Regions from separate parts of the Mus musculus genome. Here region 2 is linked to region 1. Evidence: chromatin contacts called from public promoter capture Hi-C data. All regions are on one chromosome and are shown on one strand. The core of a region is the stretch at or near the end of the contact, and the rest is flanking DNA. Distances in the headings are between cores, read along the strand shown. Region 1 has its middle 14 kb from the start of Gm30880. Region 2 holds the start of Cenpu (centromere protein U).

Region 1 (5,355 bases), core at 2,065-4,564:
TAATATTCCATTCAAAAGCAAAATACTTTAATGATAACATTCAGGGTTCAGGCTGTGAGTATCGTTTGAAAGGTTATACTAACACATTACAAACAGCATCAGTGACATGGCTTGTCATTGGTCAAATTGGCACTTGAGACCTTGTAACTTCATCTTGGCTAACTCCTTTCTGATAATAAACTATTCTCTGAAGGGCCTTTTTTAAAAAAAAGATGTATTTATTTATTTTGTGTATGTGAGTACACTGTAGCTGTACAGATGGTTGTGAGCCTTCATGTGGTTGTTGGGAATTGAATTTTTAGGACCTATGCTCGCTCCAGTCAACCCTGCTCACTCAGATGGGCCCCGCTTACTCTGGTCAACTCTGCTCGCTCCAGCCCAAAGATTTATTTATTAATATACATAAGTACACTGTAGCTGCCTTTTCACACACCAGAAGAGGGAGTCAGATCTCATTGTGGGTGGTTGTGAGCCACCATGTGGTTTCTGAGATTCGAACTCAGGACCTTCAGAAGAGCAGTCAGTGCTCTTACCCGCTGAGCCATCTCGCCAGTCCATTCTAAAGGGTATTACTGTGTTGATATTTTTAAAACCCTGGATTAGGTTTGCTTTTGTTTTTTTTTAAAGATTTATTTATTATTATACATAAGTACACTGTAGCCTTCTTCAGACACCCCAGAAGAGGGCATCAGATCTCATTACGGATGGTTGTGAGCCACCATGTGGTTGCCGGGATTTGAACTCAGGACCTTTGGAAGAGCAGTTAGAGCTCTTAACCACTGAGCCATCTCTCCAGCCCTGTGTTGATTTTAAAAATAAGATTATCCTAAGGACAGGAGAGATGGTCTGGCAGTTAAAATCATGTACTGTTTTGTTAGAGGACCTGAGGTCAGTTCCTGGCACCTATTAATTATATATTAATTATGTATTATATATACATAATTAATAATTTTAAAACCTTTTTAAAAGTTTTACTTAAAAAGTAGTCCTAGAGCACACATTAGGTATCAAGAGTAGTAAATTATTGTGTTTCTGGGCATAACATAGATCTTGATTTTATTCTTCTGTTCTCTCTGGTCTTAAAATAATATGCTTATTAATTTGGAATAATGGGAAGAAGGGCTTGTCTATTCATTATTGGTAAAAATTGAAGAGGCAACTTCATGACATCAAGCGCTAACCATACTGCAAATGAGAGCATAGCCAGGGAAGCCCTAGGTCTGTATTGAATGACAGTGCGTCTCAAACAAAACAGGGTTTTCAGATACAAACATTGACTATGGACATTCAGAAGTTGAAAACACACCTCAAGACTTGAGATCAGATGTTTGGGGTGGCAGTTACCAACCTCAGACTGGCTAGATCTGGCTAGGCAAGCCCAGGGAGGATTATGAAGATACGTTATTTTGAAGAGTTTTTTAATTTTATTTTGTTTTTAATCAACATGGGAAGCAGCAGATTTTGTTACAGCATTTTCATACACATATGTCATTGTCCTTATTCATGGTCCTCCCCGACACTGTCCCTAGCTTTCTGTTCTTCCAGCAATAGGTGCTTAATGTCATAATACTTACCACTATCCAAGCAGGGAGCACTGAATTAATACTGAAACCTGGAAAAGTTGTCTCGGTTAGAATTTGTTAATTTTTGCATCTCCATGCTAATATATCCTATTTTAGGATCATAAACAACCAAATGCTTGGAAGAAAATCCTGCTATTGAGTTCGATGGTTCTTTTGCCTTTTCTCATCCCCACCCTCGACTCCCAGGGAAGTTTACCTCTCTGTATCTCAAGTGAAGCAGCACCTTGACACTTGTGCAGCTCTGTATTGCCAAAGGCTGTGTGTCCTAAGTCAAACACTTACAAAGCACCCTGACCGATTCACACTAGTGTCCCTCCAGGGACCTTGCTGTCACGCCTCTCTTTGAAGAGTCAGGGGGGTCTTACTCCTGTAGGGAGCCTTCACTGGGCTGATGTTCCTGGCGATTTCTTCTCTGAAACCATCATGCTGAGTTCTTGTGTTCTCTTCTCCCAGAGGTCATGTCCTGCCCAGCATCCCATGGTGCTGGGTCAACAAGAACATGGGGTGACCATTATTTGCCTAAACCTAGAGAAAATAAAAGCATGATTTGATTTCACCTCTAGGTTTCCCCTACATTCGACTTTGTTATTATTCGTATAGAGTCTTTATCTGTTTTACTCCTTGGGCGTGTCTAGAAGGTAACGATAGATTCTTTACTTTTCAGTTTGGGCAGGCCATGACTGAATAGTGAACGCCACCAGAGAATGCCTGAAACGATCTTGTTTCACCCAGTAACCACTGAGACAATTTCAACCCATGTACAAAATCAAGGATCCATTAGACCCCCTCTTTTTTCTTTGTATGTGTAAGTTTCATGGAAGTTCAGATACTCTGGATCCTCTTTTAAAAATTAAATTAAATTAGCCAAAAGGCAAAGAAAAAGAGCTTGCATTTTCTAGAGTTCCCTGGAGGGTTTTTATCTGTTTAAAGTAATCAGGGTTTTTTTTTCTTTTCTCATATTGACACAAGCATTCATTTGCTAATTCACTGGGCATTACACTGTGTGGCGCTTTCCCCAGAGACTTGCATGAATCTGAAATGTGTGGGTCCTTACTGTTGCCCAGGTCCTGCATCATTCCCTGCACACATATGGTTTCCCTCCTCTCCCCATAGATAAGAGTCAGCCCTGATCGCCTTAAGGGATAAATGAGTTAAATGGACCAATATTCTAGGCCTGGACATAAAAACCCAGGCTTTTCAGCAGTGCCCGGAGCACCTGCAGCAGCAAAGTCATTTGCACATACATAAATAAATAAATTAACAATGAATAAATAATTTAATCCCAGCCACACAATGCCACCTTGCAGATTTGGTCCTTCGAAGCACCCAGTGAGTTTGCCCATTGCTAATTCTTTTTGATAAAGTCTTCAAATACTTGCTGACTGTCAGGGTCATTTTCTTATTGATTTCACTTGATTAGTTCTGTATGACCTAGGGTCACCCTAAAATCTACATCTCTCGTGAAGACTTGGGAAGACCTTCTTTTTCTTTTTTTTTTTTTTTCTTTACGCATCCCCTGGAACGGAGAGAGAGCACTTGCCATCGCTCCATACAATGGTAAGGTTATTTTTAGTCACCAGCCTCCTGAGGAGGCTTTTGGCTTAACCAAGCGCAAAAATAACTCATTAAGGGATATCCTGTTTTTTGTAGCCTCTTGATCCAGTGTGCTTGGGTGTGCCTGCAGCAGGTCTCCTGAGCCATCTTTCCTTTAACCCTGCTGGGCCAATAACAGCACCAGGCTCCTGGCACCTGGCCACCCACAGGATGGCTGCTGTTCTGTGCTCTTCAGCAAAGGGTGTTAGTCTCTGCGGGGAGGAAGGCTCATTTCTTCTTTAACTTGCTTACTTAGGTAGCCGGAATCCTACCTAATTCTCCAGTATCTGGGATCCCCTAGTTCTAGATTGGGTCCTTCTTTTATAGTCAGCCTGCCTCACCCTGGTTACTCTATCCCTAGCCAAAACGTCAGGTCTGTAAATGAAAAAACAAAAATGTGTAAGACCTTGGTTGAATAAAACAGCCTGAATTAGTGGGAGCTAAAGTCTTCACTTCTGCTTTTATTACAAAACTCATGATTATTTAAAGTAGCTCTTCAGCATCCTCCACCAGTTATTTTTAATTTTTTCCCCTTTTACTTATTTATTTTTTATTTTTTAAATTACTTTTTTTTAAAGGTCCAGTTGTTACCCCATCCTGGTCGGCCCTCCCACAGTTCCTCATCCCATATTTTTAAAATTTTTATTTATTTTACGTGTGGGTGTGAGGGTGCATGGTATGTCATATCACATACAGAGGTCAGAAGACAGCTTATAAGAGGCAGTTGTCTCCTCCCGCTGCGTGGGTTCTGGGGATCCCCCTTAGGTGTTAAGTTTTCTTTACTTGCTGAGCTGTCTCTCCAGCCACCCCCAACGTCCCCCACCAGAGCTGCCAACAATTCTGGTAGCGCTTCCCACGGCTCTGAGCGCCAAGTTCTTGGTTATAATGTGACTGGGCTTACACATCGTTCTCACAATGATGGACAGTAACCCAGGACTATGGCTTAAAACAACAACAAGAAACCCTTTCTCCCTAACTGTCTTTAATTGTTGTGTTTTATCTCAGTAACAGAAAGCAAAACTAAAAGTTAATAAATAATAGTTATGTGGTAGATAAATTATACATAATAGATGATAGATTAGATGATTGATAGATGATACATAGGTAGATAGATAGATAGATAGATAGATAGATAGATAGATAGATAGGTAGGTAGATAGATAGATAGACTGACAGATAATGACTAGACTATCGCTGGCCGAATCATTAGAAAATAGATTATAGTGCTCGCTTCAGCAGCACATATACTAAAATTGGAGAAGATTAGCATGGCCCCTGAGCAAGGATGACATGCAAATTAGTGAAGCATTCCATATTTTAAAAAAATAGATTATAGGTTATGAATACAACATTGCCCTTTAAAATACTTTCCCACCCATATCCTAAGACTAGTGTAACCATGGTCTCTAAAGAATTAAAATTCCCCTGGAGCTCAGTACTGAGAATGGAAACAATTCAGTTGGCCTGGGTACCAGGAAAGTCACCCGACATTCACTAAGAAAGGATGGATAACCTGCCTGCCAGCTACATCCATATATGCGTAACTCCTGACTCTTGAACTTTCCCACAAATCCTAACACTGTTATAGGAAGGGAGGAGAGAAACTAAGAATATTTTTCTCCTTGGTTGTGGACAAAAGAGTAAATAAGCTTTCTTCTACTTTGTTATAAGTTCTGTCCTCTAATTTTCTTGTGTCCTGAGGGCATCTTTGTGATAACTTCTTCGGACAAAAAGTGGGAGTTGTCAGGGAAACAGTTAGGAATAAATATAAGCTGACTAAGGGACACCAGTTCCTGGAAAATGAGCATCATTAGCCTAAAGATTCCATCAACCGTGTACAACAGCAAATTCCATAGTGACTAGAGAGATGGCTGGGGTCTGAGTTTGATTCCCATCACCCACATACAGAGCAGAACCTGGAAGCCTGAGCTTGGAATCCTACTGTTGGGAAGACTCGGATTCCTGAGGCTTGCTGGCTGGCCTGAAAAACCAAACCAGCGAGCCCTAGGCAAGCCAAGAGACCTTATCTCCAAAAACAAGATGGTGGTTCCTGAAGAACACCACCTGAGGGTAACCTCTGACCTCCACATTCACACATGTGCATCCCCCAACACCTACACACACATAACTATGCACACTCACCTACACACACATGGCTGTACACACTCATCTACACAAT
Region 2 (5,355 bases), core at 2,099-4,598, 280 kb after region 1:
CAGCCAATAGAAGCTTTTAAGTCATGTTTCCAGGTTGAATTGCTATGCCGGCTCGCCCATACAATCAGCTAGAGCTAACCAGGAGTCTGTGTTACACACTGGCCTGCTTTAACCATGCCATGACCAGCCTAGACATCACCTAAGAGCTCCTGCCCTCTGTTCTTCTCTCCCTCAACCAGAGATGCACTGCACTTTGTGGGTGTTGAAGAAAAATAGCCTCATAGAGTGGAGCAAAGCTGAGGCCAGGTGTTTAAATATGGAGATGAGGATTTTAGTTTTCCTGTGACCAGCTTGAATTGTCTGTCTCAGCTTTGGAAGCAGTGGGCTTGAATTGTCTGTCTCACCCAGTTCCTGGGGGAACCTATGCGATTCCAGGAGGTTAGGGAGTAGACTGTCTATCTCCAGCCACAAGAATTGGCTTTGAGTAGCATGATTGTTAATGCTGACATGTCTATGTGCCCACAAAAGCTGTTTGTTTATAAATAGCATTTCAATTAGTACTCTGACTGGGTCTGGTGGTCCAAGCCTGTAAACCCAGCTAGTCAGGAGGCAGAGGCAGGAGGATCACAAGTTCAAAGGCAGCCTGAGCAACTTAAGTGGGAATACCTTTCAAATTAAAAGCAAAAAGGGGGCCTGGGAGGTAACACCATTGTAGAGTGCTTACCTAGCATGCATAGGGCCTATGAAAAAGCTTGAGCAACATAGACAGGCACATGTATGCTGGGCCTCTTCCTGAGGATTCTGGGCTTTCACACTGAATGAATGAATGAATGGATGGATGGATGGATGGATGGATGAATGAATGAATGGTGGAATTCAAACCTGAAACACAGCATAGCTGCCAGGTACAGACCTGATCCAGAGCCTTGGCTCAAGAAAAGGCAGGCAGATCTGTTAGCTACTGATGGGGCTGTTCCTTAGTGTTGATAGACATAAAATGGGGTTATGGTACCCACCACAGAGGGCTACTTAGAGCATTCAATGAGCTGATAGAAATTAAACACTTAGAACAGTGCCCGGGTCAGAGCAAATCCAGGTGCTGGTTCTGGTGGAGGTGGTGGAAGTGGTGGTGGTATAGAACCCAGCCTGAGGTTAAGGTTGATGAAAGGTCAAGACAATGTCCTCAGAGCTCCAGTGACCTCTAGAAACTTGGGATCAAACAGAGAAAGCAGCGTGACAGGCATCCTATCCTTGGACGTCTCCGTGACACAAACTCAGAACTTTAATGATTTAAACCTATCTGGATGAGTTTTGCTCGTTTCCACTGAGGGAGGAGTCCCCTTCCTGTTTGAGCACCCGAGTGGTTTCTTTTTTCCCCAACTCCAAAGCATAAAAGGTTTATCCACATCTCCCTTCCCAGAAAATGGAGTTACCTCTGCTCTCTATAGTATGCCAGTTTTCCATGCTTCCAGGAAGCCCGTTTCTACCCATCCATGAGGAACTTCCTGCAATACCCACAAGGTGATCTGCCCTCCTCTGGCAGTCATCCAGATGGTTTCTGGGTAATTGAGGACGCACACCTTTCGATGACGAGGAAACAGAAATAACCTTGAGGGAAACGCACGTCATAAACACAAGCGTTTCATCTCAGTAGACAGGAGATGTGAAACTCTTTAGAACTTACTGAGTAGGCAGAGTGGAGGGAGGGGTAAAGAAAACAGTCTACAGTTCACAAAACAATGTACAAAACCTGGTGTCATGCAAAGCTGACCACGACTACATCTTACATGGTATCTCTACTGACCCTAGATACTCACAGACAAGTGCCCTGGAAGATGTGCGTAAGAATTCCTGGTGATGTGCTGTCGGGAATAGTAAATAGAAAACATTGATGTACCCATAGCACAGAGGAATAAAAGCGATGCAAATAGTTACTTAATGAATTCCAAAGGCAGCATGAATGAACTACAGCTGCATGCAGATGTGGACACTTTAAAAATTATGGCTTTGGTTAGGATACTTGCAGAAAACCTACCAAACGTTATTTATAGAGATAGAAATATACAATGATTATACACAGAGGCATATCGAGGCTGAAAAGCATAAAAATGCTAAAGACAAATAAAAAAAACCGTATGGTTTGTGAAAAGGGCCATTCATGGAAGAGTCTGAGAGAACTGTTACATTTTATGTTCTGATTCAGTAATATAGGTGTCTATGTTTTATTTTTACAGTGTTAAATACCCTTTGTTGGAGACAGGGTTTCTTTGTGTAGGCCTGGCTGTCCTGGAACTCACTCTGTAGGCCATGCTACCTGCTTCTGCCTCTAGGACTAAAGGCAAGCACCACCACTGCCTAGCTTGTATTCATATTTTTATTGTGATAAAATTTATAACATAAAATTGGACATTTCAGCTTTTTATTCCAGTCATTTTAAGTGTTTAAATACATCCACCTTTTTTACACAACCATCTATCTCTCCCATCACCCCCATTTCTGGCCTTTCTCATTACCACTGTGTTTTAGGTTAATCAAGAAATCATTGTTGGAGCTGGAGAGATGACTCAGCCATTTGGAGCCTCTTGCCAAAGACCTCAGAGTTTCCCAGCCTCATAACTATCTGTAACTCCAGTTTCAGGGTATCTGATGCCCTCCTCTGACCTCCACTGGGACCACGGATGTGTATATATATATGCGTGTGTGTGTGTGTATATATACATACATATGCGTATATATAATAAATATATAACATTTTGCATCGATACACATAAATCTTAAAAAAAAATTCATTGCCAAGTCCAACGTCTTGATTCAGTTTTCTTCTGAGTTTGGCCGTTTTTTTTACTTCTTATATCTTTGATCCCTTTAAATCAATTTTTCATTCTTTTGTACCACAAGAAAAATGTAAAAACAAAAGAATCGTGAGTATGGATCCAGAAGGGACCTTCCCGCTTTACGAAGGACCTGGAAGGGAGGACAAATAACGTGTCGCGTTCAACAGTGAGCTGCTACAGGGAGCTAAAAGCGGCATCTGCATTTAGCAATGCGAAGGATTTGACAGTAGTCCATCAACTAACAGCCCGCCCGGAAGCACTGGAGTTTTGGATCCGCTGGCGGCTGGCTCGGGTCCACCCACACCCACACCAGCTCCGGGTCATTTACCCGCCCACGAGGCCGGGGAGTTCTAAATTTACGGAACGGAGCGAGAGCGGGAGAGACAGCCTGCAGCAGCTAAGCCGGTTGCTTTGGACTCCGCTCCGCTGTTGGGTGTTTTCCAGGCCTGGATTTCATCGTGCTCTCGCCCAGGACGCTCTCTGGCCCCGCCCCGGAAAAGGCGGAGCATAGCGAGGACTAGGCTCTGATTGGCTGTTCAGAGCAAGACCGGCTAGGCGCGAGTTTGGAGTCCCTGCCTTTGGGAACGGTAGGATGGCTGCAAGGAGAAGTTTGAGATACTCGGGGAACCCGGGGTAAGTGCTGCCGCCCCGAAATCCGCCCAGGATGGGCTCAACCCGTCCCAGAGACTCGCTGACCCGGCCTCAATTCCCACAGCCCCGAATCCTAGAGCCAGGAGTCAAGCTGTGTGGTAGGGGAACTCAGACACCAGCGTCGCTTTCATGTGACAAGCAAATATTTAACAGTAATCATTTCTGGTCTGTCGACATTGCTTTTTATTTCTAAGACGCAGCTGTTTTCGTAATAGAAAACACGGAAGCCAAACGAAATCTCTAGCGAGGGACCAGGCAGCTGCTTGTTTAGAGCTTGGGCTGGCCTTGCCTAAATACCTAAAGGACATTCAGAGTGCTTCATGGATCTTTTCATTATATAAGAGGTGTGCATCTGAAAAGAAGTTAGTAAGCGGCCCGAAAGGTTAGCGCCACCAACTCCTGGCGAAGGATATTCTGGGCGTGTCTGGCGCGCATCCAAAGCCTGGTAGAGATTTGGATAGAAAGGTCTCCTCTGCGTAGGAAGTCTTCCGTGGGAGGATTACCTATGGAAGATGATGCTTGTAGCTACCACAGGACACAGATGGTGGGGGAATCCACATTCGGTGAGCAGTGGGAAGGAAGATTTAAAAAGGGCAAAGGAGCTTATCAGGGCATGCTGGTTTGTGCTTTTACCTTTTTTGGTTTTTCGAGACAGAATTTTTCTGTGTGGCCCTGGCTGTCCTGGAACTCAACTCTTGTAGACCAGGCTGGCCATAAACTTAGAGATCACCTGCCTCAGCCTCCCAAGTGCTGAGATGAAAGGCGTGAGCCACCACCACCTTTGAGCAAGGGAAAGGAGCTTAGAACTTGATCTGCCAAACCAGTGGTTTTTGTTGTTTCAACATCTTGAGGCTTGGAATTTATGAAATCTGTTCATTATCACTCCTAAAACACACGGATGCATACAGCAAAGATTATATAAAATGGTTACTGTAGAGATTTCCTTTAGGAAAGAAAGAGGTTTCTGTAGAGTTTGGAAACTGCTCCAGGACTCCAGCCCACAGCTAGAAGGGAATTTCTCTGGTTTTGGAGCACACACAAGAAACAGGTAGAGGGGCTGGTGAGATGGCTCAGCAGGTAAAAGCACTGACTGCTCTTCTGAAGGTCCTGAGTTCAAATCCCAGCAACCACATGGTGGCTCACAATCACCCGTAATGAGATCTGACACCCTATTCTGGTGGGTCTGAAGACAGCTACAATGTACTTGTGTATAATAATACCTAAATCTTTGGGCTAGAGCCAGCAGGGACTGAGCAAGTGGAGTTGACCGGAGCGAGCAGAGCAGAGGTCCTAAAAGCTCAATTCCCAACAACCACATGAAGGCTCAGGCTCACAACCATCTGTACAGCTACAGTGTACTCCTATACATAAAATAAACAAATCATAAAAAAAAAGAGTCAGATGGAAAAGAGTTCAGGCTAGGCAATTTATGCCTCCAGGTTGTCCCACCTACTTCTGTTTCGAGGTGCCATTCAGAAGTCACTTAAGCTTTCTGAGCTCAGAATCACAGTCTGCGGTTATCCCAAAGCAAAGGCAGTACAGGTCTGAGAGTTGGCTACAAGTGGGGAGTCCCAGCCCCCTCCCCTCGGATTATTACTGCGGTATTCTGTGCTGGGAGTGTGGGTGGCAATAAGTCTTTTCTATTGTAGCCTAATACACACAACTGAGATGGTTAACAAAGTGATAGGTGTCCCCCCCAACCCTGCTCCCCAGTGGTTTATTGCCTGGCTTCAGCTCTGCTGGGTGAGCAGTAATGAGGATAATTTGGAAAGGTGCGCCTTGGAAGGATTATAGCTTACAGTGCTTTCCCAGTTGCTCAAAATATCTGCTGAATTCACTTTTAAAATTTTGTCATCTGTGTTTTAATAGTGCAAAACATTCAAAGAACACTTTGAGAAGCACATATTCCAGGAAACAGGTAAGCAAGATT

What was found. Promoter capture Hi-C pulls out the DNA fragments that hold promoters and counts their contacts.
Region 2: a contact with region 1 is called in a promoter capture Hi-C map of pre-B cells. The contact joins the promoter of Cenpu here to the enhancer-like site in region 1. A contact is called at or near these places in 17 of 39 promoter capture datasets (3T3-L1-derived adipocytes, the C10 cell line, the HPC-7 cell line and 12 more), 4 of 484 Hi-C or Micro-C datasets (bone marrow-derived macrophages, embryonic fibroblasts, neurons and 1 more), 15 of 115 datasets of contacts at active chromatin or transcription factors (the NIH/3T3 cell line, bone marrow-derived macrophages, craniofacial prominence and 11 more) and 1 of 9 other capture datasets (pancreatic islet).

The regions. Positions count from the first base shown.
Region 1 is chr8:46,267,652-46,273,006 of GRCm38.p6, forward strand. It overlaps the pseudogene Gm24669. Among named protein-coding and RNA genes, the nearest start is that of Gm30880, 14 kb to the right of the region's middle. Within about 2 kb of position 3,315, at least 4 of the 459 cell types and tissues checked have an H3K27ac peak or open chromatin away from gene starts, as enhancers often do. A contact at or near this core is called in pre-B cells, where this site is marked.
Region 2 is chr8:46,548,721-46,554,075 of GRCm38.p6, forward strand. Cenpu (centromere protein U) reads left to right here and starts at 3,349. Exons shown (of 13, transcript NM_027973.4): 1 at 3,349-3,407; 2 at 5,295-5,343. The coding sequence starts at 3,367.